Linked DNA regions of Mus musculus: region 1 is linked to region 2. Evidence: chromatin contacts called from public HiChIP or PLAC-seq data. All regions are on one chromosome and are shown on one strand. Each heading gives the region's core, a stretch centred on a gene start, on an enhancer-like site or on the middle of the called end of the contact. The rest is flanking DNA. Distances are from core to core; before and after follow the strand shown. Region 1 holds the start of Syndig1 (synapse differentiation inducing 1). Region 2 has its middle 54 kb from the start of Cst10.

Region 1 (4,550 bases), core at 1,073-3,572, 480 kb after region 2:
ATTCTATCCTCTAACAGTAATAGATGAGATCCCTCTTAATACATGATTCTCAACTAGGAAGTGTAAATTTCTTTTAAAACACAATAAAAATCCCAGCTTCAACTGAGAGGCGAACATCCAGTCTACAATTAGAAAGTAACATATTAAGTGGCAAAGTGGATAATGTAGATTAAGAAAAATAAGTCTTTGACATTATCTCAGAAATTCAAACACGCACACCACACACACAGAAACACACATACTATCTATCTATCTATCTATCTATCTATCTATCTATCTATCTATCTATCTACCTACCTATCCAGACAACCAAAGGCTGGAAAATGCTGTCCATCTGTGAATAAATGCCTGTGTTCCTATGCAGACCCAGTAAATCATCCATGGAAAATTTTCGCAATATCTAACACATAGAGGCAGGTCACAGGGACTCAACCCTGGAGGCCATTGTTCTATTTGGAGGTAACACAGAGACAGTTGGGATCCATGGTGAGTCTTAACCCTACATTTGACAAGTTACCTGACTGCAATTTTGGGGGGAAAACTCGCTTTAAAATTCTAGCAGTTGTAAACCAAGCAGATGCTCTGGCAAACCCAAGTGAACCTCTAAGGCAACCTAAAGGCTGACTACCAAGATAGCTTGGCTTAGACACAGAGAATGAATTATAGTTGTAGGTGACCCCGGCAGTTTGGGAGACAAGACTCTCTCAGCCTTTCAAGTCTCCATCTCTTCAATAGACAAACAGCAGTGTTGATTCTGCATCCTGCATGGCTCTAACAATGGATGCTCAGCCTAGCAGTTCACAGGAGAGCAGAGAATGTTCTGTTCAGGAAGGAACCAGAGACCATAAGCTGTTTTACAGAGAGAGGTAAGGCTGACAGTTTCTGTTAATTTAAGAGATACTAAATGGGGGATACTCACAATGTCCTTTTCAGGCTGTCCCAGATAAAAGAGCTGCCTGGAGCTCAGAGCAACCAGTAGAAGAAAGCCAGGTGCCTAGCTGCTGCAGAAGTTGAGAATGAGTGTGATATTTAGATGTAAAGAAGACGTTCAGATGAACCCAAGCAAGGAGCTTCTCTGAACACACCTGGGTCCACTAATCAGCTCAACCTCCTTCCTAAGCCATCCAAATCTGATTTTTTTGTTTTCTATGTACAGCTAAAGGTCCCCAGAAGCCAAGTGCTGCACAGGGCTCCCAGGCAGGATTTGAGCTACCTCCAACTCTGACACTCCAAATTCTACTTGGCTAGATGCGGCAGTTTCTGGGGGCAAAATCTTGGTTTTGAGGCAAGGGGCAGGAATCTATACAAGATAGCTATAGATCCAAGGAACCACTAGGGAATTAGCAATGTTGACTCCCCAGGGAGAAAAAGTTTGGGTTTGGGAGAGCTGAAGCAAGGTGAATTTTCCCTTGTTTTGAAAGGGGGTCATTCAGATAAGACAACTTTTGATCCTCTTTTTGGCGAATTTTCTAATTCCTTCTCTATAAAATCTGTAAGGAAAACACGCCCACTCGAGCATGATTTTCCCCAACGTTTGAAATGTAGATTGTCTTCGTAGGCGGCTCTACTAGGGCTCTCCTCGACCTACTCCAAGCCACCACTCTGCCCCACCCCCAAGGCGTCGTCGGCCCAGTTTCCTTCCACAGCAACTACCATGGGGCCACCCGCAGTGCACCTACAATGGTGTTGGTCCGAGCTACAGGCTTGAGTCCCAGAGTACCGATTTCAGGCTGGTCTCTGTCTTTATTCCTTCTGCTGGTCAGGACGTGGGTCTTTCTCTGAACCTACAGTGTCCAGAGAAACCTTCTGAACCTCAAGTCGACCTGGAGCCTGGGAGGTCTTTTAGGACCAAGGGAAGCCACCGTTTCCACAGTCGGCGGCTAATTCTTGTCCTCCTAGTTCCCAGTGGCAGTCCCCCTTCCCCCATCTCAGTCGCCCCAACGTTTCCAGACACTAGCCCCCGGCCACCCGCCAGCCGCTATCACTGGCGAGGGCACAGCTAGCCTGGAGCAAAGTTAGTGGCCACCTTCGTGTGCTGCCGCTCTCTCTCCCCCTCCTCTTCCTCACGGCCACCTTCTCCCGGGGACCGCGGCCGCATACTCTTGCACACAAGTCGCCAGGCTCCGCGAGACCAAAGAGTGGAACGGCACATCCCGGGTCACCCCTAGTTCAGCCCGCGCCCTTTGTGCTCCTAGGGGCCAAGAGGACCGGGTTCTGGAAGGGTGGCGCCGCAGCCCTGTGTTCGGCTCTCGGGAACTGTGTGCTCGGGGCAGCCCAGGGCGCTGGCAGTGATCCAAGGAGGGGAGCGGCGGGGGAAGCTGCGCGCAGGGGAGGGCAGAGGCGGAGAGCCACGAGCCCAGAAGCAGAGGCGGGCTCCGCACCGCCCCGCGCCCCTCACGCTTCCCGGCTCTCGAGACGCGCGGGCGGCCGCCTGGGCGCACCAGCCGGGTCACCTTGTCCCGGAGGTAAGTCCCGAGCACCAGAGCTGCGCGGGAGGACCCCGGGCCACCGGAGTGGGCGGGTGTGGCGGGCGCGAGAGGATGCCCTGGCGCAGGCGGGTGTCCTGCTCCGCCTCGCAGCGCGCAGACCAGGCGGCGGTGATGGTGTGCCGGCCGCGGTAAGTCCTGAAGGGTCGCAGTGGCCGGACTAGGGAGACACAGTGTCGCCCCGAGAGAGGGGAGATGGCGCCTGACGGGGAAGATGCAGAGAGGACAGGAACTGGTAATACCGGCCCAGGGTGCGACTTGGCGCCTTGCCACCTTGGGTACCCAGGCGGCGTGAAGGGGCTGCTGTGCGACGTCGGTTAGAGCTAGTGCGTCTGTGTCTTGAGTTCGGCAAAGCCAGGCTGCTGGGGGCCAGGCCGGTGTACTGGAACACCTAGATGATACCGACCAGTCCCTGGAGCTACCTAGCTGAGTCCAAGAGGGGCTGGCGAGAAAGGCATCCGCGGAGGTGGCAGTCAGTGAGGTCCACATGGGACAGGAAAGCAAAGGGCCGAGGGGAAAGAGAATGTAGAGTTCCAGAGCATCAGGATTGGGGTGGGTGGGTGCACAATCGGTTACCTGAGCGGAAGACCGGACTTCTAGAACCCTTCACCTCCATCCAAAACGAGACCGGTTTTTATGAGCTGTCCGGTCCCTGGCAGCGCGACAGTCTGCAGCCTCGGAGCCGCCAGTCCTGGCGCCGAGATGGGCGCAAGCAGATGCGATTAAAGGGTTCAGATTCTAATTTTGTTGTCTCTGGGCGTGATTTCTACACTTCATTCGTGTCCTCTCTGTAAATACTGGAGAGAGTGGAGCATCCATGGAGTTGGACACTTTTCTTAAGAAAGAAGGGCTTTGGGCATGTGCCTGTTTTGTTGGACCCTAGCGGTGTGGTGGAGGAACCTTCAGTTGAGCTTTGGGCAAGTAGGATAAGGGTTGGTTGGCTTTACTAAAGGACCACAAGAAGGGGTCTTCTGGTATTCCTCATTTTCTGTGGGGTGTTCTGCTAGCAGAAGCGCAGGCACACGGTGCCTCAGACTTAAGGTGCGCACCACACTCCTGCGGTGTTTGATGTGGAGGTGGCGCCTCTGCGCTGCGGGCAAGAACTGGGTTGCCTGTGTCTTTCATAGTCTCACCAGGGTTTTTGGTGCAGCAAACAGTGGTCTCAGTTTAGCTGTTTGGGGGACGTAGGGGTCTGACAAATACCTAGGGGCTGTTTTTCTGTTTAGAATCAGGCAGCGGGACATGCATCTCTAGGGCCCTCTTCTGCAGAGCCGCGAGGTGGTAACCATCAGGCTGCGAACTGCGCAGACCTGCAGCTTGAGCGGTGTGGGGGATGGAGGGGGGGACGGTGCAGGGGGTAACAACCTCCTAACATATCTCAGAGCCTGTGGATTTTTCTTTGTCAAGGTGTCTGCAGCTTGGGTGTTTGCAGAGAAGTGGTTTCAAAGAGGGGAAAGGGGGTCCTGATAAAAGTGTCTGTAGCCTGGTGTCTGTTTGGAGGAGGGGAGAAGCTGAGGGGAATTTTCAGAGAAGTTGCTCATGCCTTTGACCGCCGTTTCGAAGTTTTAGACCACAGGTGCGGGGCCTGTGGATGTGTGAGAAAGCATCTTTCTTTCCTCTTTGCTTCCTTCTCTCGCACCTAGGAACACTTTAGCCTTTTGCTGGGACAAGCTTGTCTCTGTAAGTGATCAGATGCCCTTCTCACCCTGCCCCCACTGCCTGCCCCTGCAGAGAGGACTCATAGTAAATTAGCTGCCCCTTTTCAGTGAGAGAGGGTACTGTGGTACCAGGGAAGAGGGAGCAGGAAGGAAGCACTTCAAACTTTCCTATTACAGAAATCTTCAATGATATGGAAAGGTAGAGAGATGCCCTTGGCCTTGGCCGCCTCCTCCTTGTTTCTCAGAGTCCTGGAGGCCTTGTTTGGGAAAGACTTCAAAATCTATTCCCAAAAGGATGACTGAGGGGAGGAATATTCGGTGATTCCACATTATACAAATAAATCATAGCATCATTTGGTGTCTGTAAGCCTATACAATTATGAATGTATGAATGTATCCAACAAAG
Region 2 (3,999 bases), core at 93-2,592:
ATGTTCCAACTGGTAAGAAGGACACATGCTCCACTATGTTCATAGCAGCCTTATTTATAATAGCCAGAAGCTGGAAAGAACCCAGATGCCCCTCAACAGAGGAATGGATACAGAAAATGTGGTACATTTTCACAATAGAGTACTACTCAGCTATTAAAATGAATGATTTTATGAAATTCCTAGGCAAATGGATGGACCTGTAGGGCACCATCCTGAGTGAGGTAACCCAATCACAAAAGAACTCACACAATATGTACTCACTGATAAGTGGATATTAGCCCAGAAACTTAGAATACCCAAGATATAAGATACAATTTGTGAAACACATGAAACTCAAGAAGAATGAAGACCAAAGTGTGGACACTTTGCCCCTTCTTAGAATTGGAAACAAAACACCCATGGAAGGAGTTATAGAGACACAATTTGGAGCTGAGACAAAAGAATGGACCATCTAGAGACTGCCATATCCGGGGATCCATCCCATAATCAGTTTCCAAATGCTAACACCATTGCATGCACTAGCAAGATTTTGCTGAAAGGACCCAGATATAGCTGTCTCTTGTTTGCCTATGTCGGGGCCTAGCAAACACAGAAGTGGATGCTCACAGTCAGCTATTGGATGGATCACAGGGCCCCCAATGGAGGAGTTAGAGAAAGTAACCAAGGAGTTAATGGGATCTGCAACCCTATAGGTAGAACAACAATATGAACTACCCAGTACCCCCCAGAGCTCGTGTCTCTAGCTGCATTTGTATCAGAAGATGGCCTAGTCGGCCATCTTGGAAAGAGAGGCCCATTGCTCATGCAAACTTTATATGCCTCAGTACAGGGGAACGCCAGGGCCAAGAAGTGGGAGTGGGTGGGTGGGGGAGTGGGTCAGGGAGCGTGTGGGGGACTTTTGGGATAGCATTGGAAATTAAATGAAATAAATACCTAATAAAAATAAAATTAAAAAAGTAATGAAAATAAATAAATAAATAAAATTTTAAAAATTCTGTCAATAACTAATAATTCAGAGATAACAATTGGGGCCTCCTCCACTCTTCTAAATTACTTAAGGTGTTCATCTCATGATAAATATCTATAATTGTTTTGAATTAATGCATTTTGCTGTCCTTTATTGCATCTTCCTGCTTTTACACACTACCTGCTCAATACTTGTCAATGTCTCCTGGCCCACAAAGGGGCAGTAACTCAAGATTCTGCAGGGCATGTTCTGAATCCACAGTCAAATGATTTGCAAGACCCAGAAGAACTGCTGATAATCCTTTCAGAACTAGTCCCCAGGATGAACTGCACCTGGAACTTACACATATGACCACCAGATGGCACCCTTGATCTTCTCATGAACCCCTGTCTCCAGATCTCACAATCCATCTCACCTCGACGTATGAGAAGCAATCGGGGTTTACTGTAAATGGTGGAGCTTTGCTATATAACATGCCCTGGTGACTTCTTACAGTCACAGAAGGTATCTGTCTAAATATCTGCCAGTGCTTCTCTGGGATAACTGGTGATACTAGGCTTCAATAACCATAGCATGTATTTGCAGATGGCAGTACCCTCCCCTACCACAACTTCTTTCTTTTCCTAGATCCACCAGGAAGTCCTCAATGAGAACTTTCAGTAAATGTAAGTAGTGTAAAATTAACCACAGTGAAAGACAGGAACTTCTCAGAGTAGCAGAGAGAGAGAGAGAGAGAGAGAGAGATCATAGTTTACATTTTTTCAAAACCTCATATTCCCTTGCAGAAACTGCTTATAAAATGCTGCTTTTATGTTTAGAGTTCTCCCTAAAAGCTATGTGACAAAGCACTTATTTCCCAGTGCTTTTCCACAGCACTTGGTAGTTCTGCTAATCAATGTTAATGTTTTCCAATTGTCCTCAGTACGACAATTATGTGTGCCCTTTGTGAGAACAAAGTGGGGTATTTCCACGTTTGTTAGGATCTCTTGTCCCTGTCTTGGAGTATGAGTCACCTATCTATACATTTCCTTTCATCTGGAGATTTCAGCTGATCTAATCACGACAAATATGGTGTTCAGTTGGTTTATGGAGTTAACTATCATTTCAAACTTCTAGTGTTCTGGGCATATGGTATTTCTATATAACAGAGTGTAGTGGAAGAGTCAGAATAAGAAAGAAGAGAAGCTGTTCTAAAGACAGAAAGTATGAAAAAGCCACAGAAATCCACACTGAATATGACCAGGATTGCTGAAAAGTCTAGAGAAAGGGAGAAGAAAAGAACAGTAACAAAAGTAGCCAAAACATTCTTGAAAAATGTCAGGAGTAGTACCACATAGCTTCTGGTCTCACTGTTACAGGTGCATAACTGAAGTCAGTAATATTTCCAGGTTATTATGCCCTGGAACAAAGATTTGAACTGAGGCACATGGATAGTAACAGAAAGGGAAACAGACAAGGAAGATGTTCACTTAAGGAGAAAAACAATTCCAAGTTCACACTATACCAGAACTGGAGAGAGACCAAAGCACATAAATGATTAATAAAAACAGAATTTCTGAGTCCCTTGTTCTGAAGATGTTCCCTATAAGGCTAAGTTTCCATAACCCTATTCTCTTCACCTTCACCAACTGTGGGTCTCTGTGATAATTGCAATCTACTGTATAAAGAAGCTTCTCTGAGCACAGTTGAGAGATGCACTAAACTGTTCTGCAAATTGAATTCAGATCCTCATTCTTTTAAAGCAAGCATTTTATTGACTAAGCCATCTTTCCAGAATCATATATATTCATTTCAATTAGGAAGTAAATAACTGCCTGGGAGTTTAATGTATCACTTAAGTCCCCAAATTTTTCCAACTTTATATACTAACGTGAGTTCAGTGTCTTAAAGGCATAATAATTCTGTGCTAATATCCACTTATCAGTGAAAGGAAAGGGAATAGCATTTGAAATGTAAATGAAGAAAATATATAATAAAAAGGATTTTAAAAGTTATAATAATTCATTATATGTTGTATGAAAAGTGGAAAGTGTCTGCTATGATGGTTTGAATGATATATGTCCTCCTTAGGATGTCGTATCTAAACTCGTTGTTGGTACTGTTTGGGAAAGGGTATAACATCACAGGAAGAAGCATAATATTTAGAGTTGACATGGAGAAGTCATATGCTTGTCTGTTTTGAGTTCACTTGTTCTGCTTCATGTGTGCAGAAGGTGTGATCTCTCAGCTTCCAACACCTGCCTCCATACATGTTGTTTAGAGCCAAATGTTCTTTCCACAGAAGTGTCTAATATCTCTGGATCACTAAGTCCAAATTAACTCTCTCTTTCTTAAGTCACTTTGGGTGACAGTATCATAACAACAGAAATATAACCAAAACAGAAGTCAGTACCAAGAGTAGGAACAGAACCTGACTGTATAGTTTTTCTGAAGTAAGTGGAAGACCTTGACACTTTGGACTAGAAAAGTGTTTTGATGCTTTGAGCAAAATTATCAGACCATTCTGATAGGAACCTAAAACATAGTAGTGCTGAGAGCAAAGTGCACTGAAGACTACCAGCTCAAGAGGTTTAAGATTTGAACAATATTAACAATTAAGCTAGAGGCCATTCCTGTGCTGTTTTATTAAATAATTTGGCTACCATCTACCCCTGTCCAAAGAACTTGGCTGAAGATAAAGAGGAAATGGGGCCTACACATTACAGCCTGTGTGCCTCCCAGGAGATCCTCAGTAACCAAAGACACAGGTGAAAATCTTGCCCAAATATGCACACCAGCTGGGATAACCAGGGACCCAGCTGATATGGGACAGACCCCCTCCCCATCCCCTGAGCTCCACTTTTCTTCTGATCTGCTTTCTACTTGAGTCAGATCAGCTGACTGATACCTGCCCACACACTGAAGCCTGCATGCCACCCAGGAGGTCCTCAGTAATCAAACACAGATCCAAGGTGATATAGAACCCACCCACCCTGCCTAGGTCTGCCTTCCTCTGGACCTCTTTTCCACCCAGGCCATATCAGCACCCATAC

Evidence for each region. HiChIP or PLAC-seq counts read pairs in DNA pulled down with a chosen protein or histone mark.
Region 1: a contact with region 2 is called in a RAD21 HiChIP or PLAC-seq map of pro-B cells, with 6 times the contacts expected there. The contact joins the promoter of Syndig1 here to the enhancer-like site in region 2. A contact is called at or near these places in 5 of 39 promoter capture datasets (3T3-L1-derived adipocytes, the C10 cell line, the HPC-7 cell line and 2 more), 1 of 15 datasets of contacts at CTCF or cohesin (pro-B cells), 3 of 484 Hi-C or Micro-C datasets (cerebral cortex and embryonic stem cells) and 2 of 115 datasets of contacts at active chromatin or transcription factors (embryonic hindbrain and large pre-B cells).

The regions. Positions count from the first base shown.
Region 1 is chr2:149,828,461-149,833,010 of GRCm38.p6, forward strand. It overlaps Syndig1 (synapse differentiation inducing 1), which reads left to right and starts at 2,323. Exons shown (of 4, transcript NM_001085521.2): 1 at 2,323-2,465.
Region 2 is chr2:149,349,104-149,353,102 of GRCm38.p6, forward strand. No RefSeq gene overlaps it. Among named protein-coding and RNA genes, the nearest start is that of Cst10, 54 kb to the right of the region's middle. Within about 2 kb of position 1,343, at least 3 of the 459 cell types and tissues checked have an H3K27ac peak or open chromatin away from gene starts, as enhancers often do. A contact at or near this core is called in pro-B cells, where this site is marked.